Linked DNA regions of Oncorhynchus mykiss: region 2 is linked to region 1. A link is a contact called in public Hi-C data. All regions are on one chromosome and are shown on one strand. Each heading gives the region's core, a stretch centred on a gene start, on an enhancer-like site or on the middle of the called end of the contact. The rest is flanking DNA. Distances are from core to core; before and after follow the strand shown.

Evidence for each region. Hi-C and Micro-C count contacts between places; a contact is called where the count stands out from the background.
Region 2: a contact with region 1 is called in a Hi-C map of blood, with 11 times the contacts expected there. The contact joins the promoter of camk2d1 here to the enhancer-like site in region 1. A contact is called at or near these places in 3 of 3 Hi-C or Micro-C datasets (blood and liver).

The regions. Positions count from the first base shown.
Region 1 is chr9:28,211,569-28,215,777 of USDA_OmykA_1.1, forward strand. It overlaps camk2d1 (calcium/calmodulin-dependent protein kinase type II delta chain), which reads right to left. Exons shown (of 20, transcript XM_036987760.1): 5 at 342-407. Among protein-coding and RNA genes, the nearest start is that of camk2d1, 70 kb to the right of the region's middle. Within about 2 kb of position 2,358, at least 2 of the 11 cell types and tissues checked have an H3K27ac peak or open chromatin away from gene starts, as enhancers often do.
Region 2 is chr9:28,281,707-28,286,176 of USDA_OmykA_1.1, forward strand. camk2d1 (calcium/calmodulin-dependent protein kinase type II delta chain) reads right to left here and starts at 1,754. Exons shown (of 20, transcript XM_036987760.1): 1 at 1,271-1,754; 2 at 194-288. The coding sequence starts at 1,332.

The DNA.
Region 1 (4,209 bases), core at 1,108-3,607:
AAAAACAGACGACAGAAGAGTATCTCCATAAGATACATGCCAGACAACGCACACAGATATAATACAGATATCATCAACTCTATTACTAAATTACAGTAACAAAGAGAAAGAGGATGTATGCAGTAACACACAAGTACTTTTCACACGCATAATGTGTTATGTTGAGGCAGTAACTTGTGTCATCTTTAAACTCTAATGATGAAAAATCCACTAAGTCTATTGTGTACAACTAAGTGAACTCTAATGTGTTTTTTTATATACATTTTTTTTACATCCACTGACATGTGTTTGACTAGACCAGTAACATTAGTTGCTGTTAAGTGAGTCTGTGCGAGTCTGACCTGGCGTCTGCTTCGCTGTAGTACTCTCTGGCTACGATGTCCTCAAACAGCTCCCCACCAGTCACCCTGGAAGAAAGGGGAATAGGAGACGTGATAATTCCATGCTAGAAGTTCAGGAAAACAGCGGGAGACCCGGAGAACGAGGGTGCAGTCAGCTATGCAAATCTGCCTTTCAGGCATCTTTCAAGGAGAGAAACGAGACACCAAAAGATGTCACGATTTGGACAAAACAGCAAATATGCTTGTGCATTCTGATCATTAGAAAAGCATTAGACACCCCTCCAACGGTGTTCGAATAAAACATGTAGTTGACATATTAGATTGGAATGCATTCCTTTGTGTTCCAGTGAGCTAAATGTCCCGAATCGTAAGTGTTATTCCAAGGAACTGGGCAACACAGGAGATGGGAATGTTTCCTGTAACCACTCTTGGCACTGGAACGACACCAGACTGTTGTACATGGATTGTGTTCAGAGTGCAACACACCACAGTCAAAACGTCCAATGGATTCTAGCAATGCTTTCAGTTTGTTCGTAGTAATGCATTAAAAATATAAAGGCAGGTGTATGTAACATAATTATATGTGTTTTACCTTTATTCACGGTCAATGTAATTTGCCTCATTTGTCTCGTCATTCTTCTGGCCAGGTTTATTTGGGTAAAAGGAAAGAAAAGCTTTCATCCCCGCAATTCACTAATCTCAGCTGCCTAAGAGCGGCACCCTTTTTTTTTTAACAGCCCTTAGTCAAATTAAATGCAGCATTTTAAATAAATTGGCACCGATTTCCCCCTCCAGCTGCCAAATTAAACACCGCCAAAACTGCTGCCAATGCACAAGGGAGTGATAGAGAGAGATGGAAAGATAGTGGAAGTAATGGGCATTGAGCTGGATGGACTGTTCGAAAGAGCGAGGGAGAGTAGACGTAAAGTTTTTCTTCTGGAGTGATATCGATGTGCGTCAAAAAAATGGTGAAATATGGATGTAACATGCAGTAGCATATGAAGAAGCACAGACATTGTTGCTGGGGAGAGAGCTATATGGAAGGAACACTAATCAAATCACTCAGATCAAAAGGCTAGCGTTCAAACTAACTGTGATGCATCATAAGGAGCCAGGCAAACAGACCTCGAAGCCAATACATACTTTACTGTGTCCCCTCTAAATACAGCCCTGAGTTGTTCACTGTCCAGATGACCTCACCAAGGGAAAACTCCGGGGGCATTAATTGGCTTTAACTAGGGCCCAGAGTTTCAGGAACTACTCAGAGCGAGACGGGGATTTCCAGCCCACTTTGACATCTGTGGAACATATAAGGTTCGTTTTGGCATGCTGCCATTGGAAATAAACACACTTGATCAGCCAACGGATTAACCTTGGAATCCTTAAAGGAGGAGAAAGGCGTTTGGTCTATTTAAAATACCCGTGCGGAGCAGTGGTATATTCCAATTTCTTCACTACATCAGAGTCTATGAGAAGATTAGACTGTTAAGAGTAATTTACAAGCCCATCACATAATTTGACTGGAGGGTGAGAAAACAATGCAAAAATGTTTTTTAAAAACTACAACACCCTTTCCTTGTACACACACCCACACACAGTAAATACCAGTGGAAACAGAACTGGAAAATAAAGTGCTGTCTACTGGTAGGAATAAATAAGGAGTGTTTAAGTTCTAGAGACTCCTGTGCAGAGGAACATCAGGGGAAGAGGAGAGGGCTGGGTGTAGAGCAGGGACACAAACAGCCTGGACGGCTGCACCAGTGTGCACGTCTTCATTGCCTTTGGGGCCACCTTTGGAGCTGCCCACTTAGATTTCCATAAATATGAATCATGTAAATATCCTTGGGGGCATGAGTTGAGCGATGCCTCAAAACTCTGCGTTGACACCTCTGAACAAACATACACATTTACAAAATATTCAAAACAACAGTGACAATGCAAAACATTGCTCACAGACCAAGTGTGTAAGCTCGTGAACATATCTTATCTATCTTTGCAAGCTTGGCCAGCTCTGAACCAATGGTAATTGCGATGAACCCTTCTGTTCTTTGGATGATTATGTAAATTCACCCGGAAGGGAGCGGTGAGGAGAAAAGACAACTGACAGAAAGGAAGCCGATGAAGAGAAGATGGTACTGGTGAACAGAACCTAAGAGAGGAGGCAATCTACGGAGCACATCTGTGTTAGCTATTCCCACGTCCTGCCTGGAGAGCGTCTGGGGACACACATGGAGGAAATAGAATAAAATTATTCATTTATCTAGCAATTACTACATGTACAGTGTGCTTACAAATGAATATGCCCCACTAACAGGTAGGGCTGGGAATTGCCAGGGACCTGGCCATTTCAATATTATCCTGACACATATAAACTCAGCAAAAAAAGAAACAGCCCTTTTTCAGGACCCCGTCTTTCAAAGATCATTTGTAAAAATTCAAACAACTTCACAAATCTTCAATGTAAAGGGATTAAACAGCGTTTCCCATGCTTGTTCAATGAACCATAAACAATTAATGAACATGCACCTGTGGAAAAGTTGTTAAGACACTAACAGCTTACAGACGGTAGGCAATTAAGGTCACAGTTATGAAAACTTAGGACACTATAGAGGCCTTTCTACTGACTCTGAAAAACACCAAAAGAACGTGCCTTAGACATGCTGCAAAGAGACATCTCACAGCAAGAACTGGCAAATCTGGTGCAGTCCATGAGGAGGATGTGCACTGCAGTACTTAATGCAGCTGGTGGCCACACCAAACACTGACTGTTTTTGACAACCCCTTTGCTCAGGGACACAATATTCAATTTCTGTTAGTCACATGTCTCGGTTGTTGAAACTTAACTTATGTTCGTATAAATAATTACACATGTTGAGTTTGCTGAAAATAAACACAGTTGACAGTGAGAGGACGTTTCTTTTTTTGCTGAGTTTACGATACTTAGGTGCCGAAACTATATTTATTGCGATTCTCACCATTCTACATACAGTGCATTCGGAAGGTATTCACCGTTTCACTTTTTCCACATTTTGTTATGTTACAGCCTTATTTTGAAATGGATTAAATAACTTGTTTTCCTCATCAATCTACACACACAACCCCATCATGACAAAGCAAAAACGTTTTTTGAATTTTTTTTTTGCAAACAGAAATACCTTATTTATATAAGTATTCAGAACCTTTGCTATGAGATGTGAAATTGAGCTCAGATGCATCTGGTTTCCATTGACCATCCTTGAGATGTTTCTACAACTTCATTGGAGTCCACCTGTGTTAAATTCAATTGATTGGACATGATTTGGAAAGGCACACAGCTGTCTGCATAAGTTCCCACAGTTGACAGTGCATGTCAGAGAAAAACCAAGCCATGAGGTCGAAGGAATTGTCTGTAGAGCTCCGAGACAGGATTATGTCGAGGCACAGATTTCGGGAAGGGTACCAAAACATTTCTGCAGCATTGAAGGTCCCCAAGAACCATCATTCTTAAATGGAACAAGTTTGGAAAAATCAAGACTCTTCCTAGAGCTGGCTACCCAGCCAAATTGAGCAATCAGGGGAGAAGTGCCTTGGTCAGGGAAGTGACCAAGAACCCAATGGTCACTCTGTCAGAGCTCCAGAGTTCCTCTGTGGAGATGGGAGAACCTTCCAGAAGGACAACCACCTCTGCAGCACTCCAGGCATCAGGCCTTTATGGTAAAGTGGCCAGACGGAAGACACATGACAGCCCGCTTGGAGTTTGGCAAAAGGCACCTAAAGGACTCAGACCATGAGAAACAAGATTCTCTGATCTGATGAAACCAAGATTGAACTCTTTGGCCTGAATTTCCAAGGGTCACGTCTGGAGGAAACCTGTACCCTCGCTACAGTG
Region 2 (4,470 bases), core at 504-3,003, 70 kb after region 1:
TGTCCCAAGGACAACGTTTTTGGGAAACGCTTGCATACCACTTGTGTACCATGTTCCCGTGTCATTTGAAGATAAATACCAGGCAAAAGCCACCACCTGTGCATCTCACTGAAAACTTTTGACATAACAGGGAGTTGTTGGGATATTCAGTTGTTGTCAACAGAAACTGCAAAGACATGGTAGAGGATCCTACCCCGAGCAGATAGCTTCTTTGTGTTGATGATTTTGGCAGCATACTCCTGTCCGCTGGAGATCCTCATGCATCTTTTCACTATGGAGAAAGCTCCCCTTTAGGAAAACATAAAAACAGATGAGTACTCAAACAATGGAGCTGATTGACTTGACTTTAAAATGGTCATTTATTGAGACATAAAAAGGCAGTGGTGACAAATCAAAACATTTGTTTCTATCGTTTTAAACAGGTGAGACAAAAAAAAAGGTGCCCCGTGGATCCCTGGGTAACTAGTCAAATTTGAGAGGTTTGCATATAGTCCAGCACATGTAATGCCAAAGAAAGAGAAATAGACTACAAGCACTGGAGCCTCGCACCACTTCTTGACACGTCGCTGAAAATAGCACTGAAGACAGAGAAAGTGCGAGTGACATAATTATTGTCCCCACCCCCGCAAAGGCGCCCTGTGCTGGTACAGTAGGGCAGTCTACAGTCAGTAATGCCAAGGGCATCTTCTCAGTCACACAGAGATAGAGGGCTGTTACCAATTTAAAACGGTGACCCTTGGACCTACAATACACCATCATTAATATCAATGTGTTGCCAATAACTGCAAGAACAAGCATAATGACACGTGGGCATTGGGCAATAATAATAAAGAGCGGATCAATAGGTCACATTTACATGGGCACTTTCATTTAGCTGAGAGCTGAGGATGACATTGCTTCTGAAGAAAGGTTTTTCGATAAACTTGGAGGCGCTACCCTTTATAAACGAAAACGCACCACTTGGGAATTTCAACGCCCTTACTACAATGGTTACTCCACTAAAAGGGCGGGGACTTGCCAAGACCTATTGAAATACTACGTAAACATTAAACCGAATTAAAAATATATTTTAAAAAAAAAACGCTTTTAAAGAGGACAGGTTTAGGATAATTATTTAAAGACAACATGTAAATACAGTAAGCGCCGTTTCTGTGCACCACGCAGGTAACAGGTAATCTTATTAAGAACCAATCGTTTAGAGCGTCAGTACTTAAACATAACGCAATCAAGATGGCTTAAAAAATGTTTTAAAAAACATTGTAATACTTACTTTCCCAGCTCTTCGTAGAGATTATACTCGTCGGTAAATCTGGTACAGGTTGTCGAAGCCATGGCAAAGGATAGGGAAGACTGTCTCTAGTAGGTTGGGACTGTAAACCTCAAAAGCCACTCGAGTTTCTCTGCTGTTTCAAATTGACAATATTCTAGCTCAAACGATAAACCAAATTCACAAAATAAGCTTTAAAATTCAAATACATTTACTCTTCCCGCTCCGTTTCCGAATCCAATAATAGTTATTGGCACGAGTTTAGGGGTTGTCAGGGACGTCGAGACCTGCTGTTCTCTGTGCCTGGCTACTGACACTTCACTTAGGCTGCGAGACTTTTTCTATCAAGCTCTTCCTGGTTGTGTGACCACTGTACAACGCCTCCCCCTAGCTGTAACCACGGACCCCCACGGAGGGTACAGAGGCCTATAGACACTACATGACCAAAGGTATGTGGACACCTGTCCATCGAACATCTCATTCCAAAACTCATTCTCATTCCAAAACCATGGGAACTGATATGGTCCCCCTCTGCTGCTTTCCACTAGATGTTGGAACATTGCTGTGTGGACTTGCTTCCATTCAGCCACAAGAGCATTAGTGAGGTCGGGCACTGATGTTGGGTGATTAGTCCTTGCTCGTAGTCTGCATTCCAATTAATCCCAAAAGGTGTTTGAGGTCAGAACTCTGTGCAGGCCAGTCAAGTTCTTCCACACCGATCTTGACAAACCATTTCTGTATGAACCTCGCTTTGAGCACGGGGACATTGTCATGCTGACGGGGACATTGTCATGCTGAAACAGGAAAAAGCCTTTCCCCTATATATAATTTTTATTTATTTATTTATACCCCTTTTTCTCCCCAATTTCATGGTATCCAACTGGAAGTTAGTCTTGTCTCATCACTGCAACTCCCTTACGGACTCGGGAGAAGAGAAGGTCGAGAGCCATGTGTCCTCTGAAACAAACACGACCCAACCAAGCCACCTTGCTTCTTGACACAACGCCCGCTTAACCCAGAAGCCAGCCACACCAATGTGTCAGAGGAAACATTGTACACCTGGCGACCGTGTCATTGTGCATGCAACCGGTCCGCCACAGGAGTCGCTAGAGCGCAATGGGACAAGGACATCCCTGCCGGCCAAACCCTCCCCTAACCCGGACGATGCTGGGCCAATTGTGTGCCGCCTCATGGGTCTCTCGGTCACAGCTGGCTGCGACAGAGCCTGGACTCGAACCAGGATCTCTATTGGCACAGCTAGTGCCTTAGACCACTGTGCTAAATCGGGAGGCTTCCCCAAACGGTTGCCACAAAATTGGAAGCACAGAATCATCAAAAAATGAATTGTATGCTGTCGTGTTAAGATTTCCCTTCACTATAACGAAGGGGCTTAGCCCGATCCATGAAAAACAGCCCCAGACCATTATTCCTCCTCCACCAAAATTTACAGTTGGCAATATGCACTTGAGCAGGTAGAGTTCTCCTGGCATCCGCCAAACCCAGATTTGTCCGTCGGACTGCCAGATGGTGAAGCGTGATTAATCATTCCTGAGAATGCGTTTCCACTGCTCCAGAGTCCATTGGCGGCGAGCTTGATACCACTTCAGCCTACGCTTGGCTGAAGGACAAACCAAAACCTGCAGACACTAGACCCTCCGTGGAATGAGTTTGACACCCCTACCTTATATAGCCCCACAGTGAAGGTGTCATAATACCCATAAAACCTAGTAGTCAAACAGGGAAATGGTTCCAATCGTTTTTTCCCCCCAACATAAATTTTCCCATAGGAGATTGTTTCGTGTAGGTTTACCCTTGGTGTGACATTTTGATAACCATGTAAATCTTTCTCAGACAAGGTGACTTATCAATACATTCAGCTCTATTTACTCTCAGATTCAAAAATGCTAATTAGCATCAAAATAGACATCATGAGGCCTTCTGAGTGGTGCAGCGGTCTAAGGCACTGCATATGGCAGTGCTTGAGGCGTCACTATAGACCCGGGTTCGATCCCAGGCTGTGTCACAACCGGTCGTGACTGGGAGTCCCATAATTGGCCCAGCGTCGTCCGGGTTAGCGGAGGATTTGGCCGGGGGGGCTTTACTTGGCTCATCGTGCTCTAGTGACTCCTTGTCGCACGCCGGGCGCCTGCAGGCTGACTTTGGTCGTCAGTTGAACAGTGTTTCCTCCGACACATTGGTGCAGCTGGCTTCCAGGTTAAGTGGGCAGGTGTTAAGAAGCGCGGTTTGGCAGGTCATGTTTCTGAGGATGCAAGACTCAACTTTAGCCTCTCCCGAGCCCGTTGAGGAGTTGCAGCGAAAAGAAAAGATCGGAATTGGATATCCTGAAAAATGGGGTAAAAAAATGAAACAAAGTAGACATCCTGCAAGACTACAAATCCCTGCAAGCTCCTGAACGTCATCTCTCTGAAGCCTTTTGGACAAATTAAACCAGGAGAGCGTGGTTGAGCATGATGAGGTTTACTTTGCACCTGCTGTTAATTGGGTGTATATCACATGAACCGCTTTTAGCCAATAATCTAGTCTAGGCTACTCTAATCCAGGAACCAATAGGGTGTCGGAACATTTTTTATCACTGAAGTTGTTTTTAGCTCTTGTGAATGAATGAATTAATGAATGAATTAACGTTTTTAGATACAAAATCCTGTTAATACGAGAATTGAAACACATGTTGATTGTGCAAGATGTTGTATCAGCGTGCATCACGCACAAAGGTTCCATTGGGTACAAGCACCTCCAACAGAGGCGTCATGCCCTTAGGGGGCACAGGGGCACGTACCCCCCACAGATGTCCTGAAATTGTTTTGTTTTTATTTAAGCCAGTTTACTACAGCAGGAAAATAATTTTTTGTAAGGGAAATTTTTTGTAAGGGAAAGTCAAGTCTGTAATTTCAAAGTGGAAATTAAAAAAAATGTCAGAAACCTTTTTAAAACACAAATACACTACAAGTTAACTTGCAACAGGGTGATCAAATTAAGATCCTACATCTGTAGCAAATTTATGAAGTTGGCTAGCTAACCCAGATAGGTTCCCAACCTCATAACTAGCTGCCAAGAAGATATGTCAGGCGATCAATCAAGTTAGAGTAGCTAGCTTGTCTAATGATCTTAGCTGGCATACCTGCTGGCATACCTGCTGGCATACCTGCTTGCAAGGTTGGTAGACTTTAGAACAGCAAGAAATG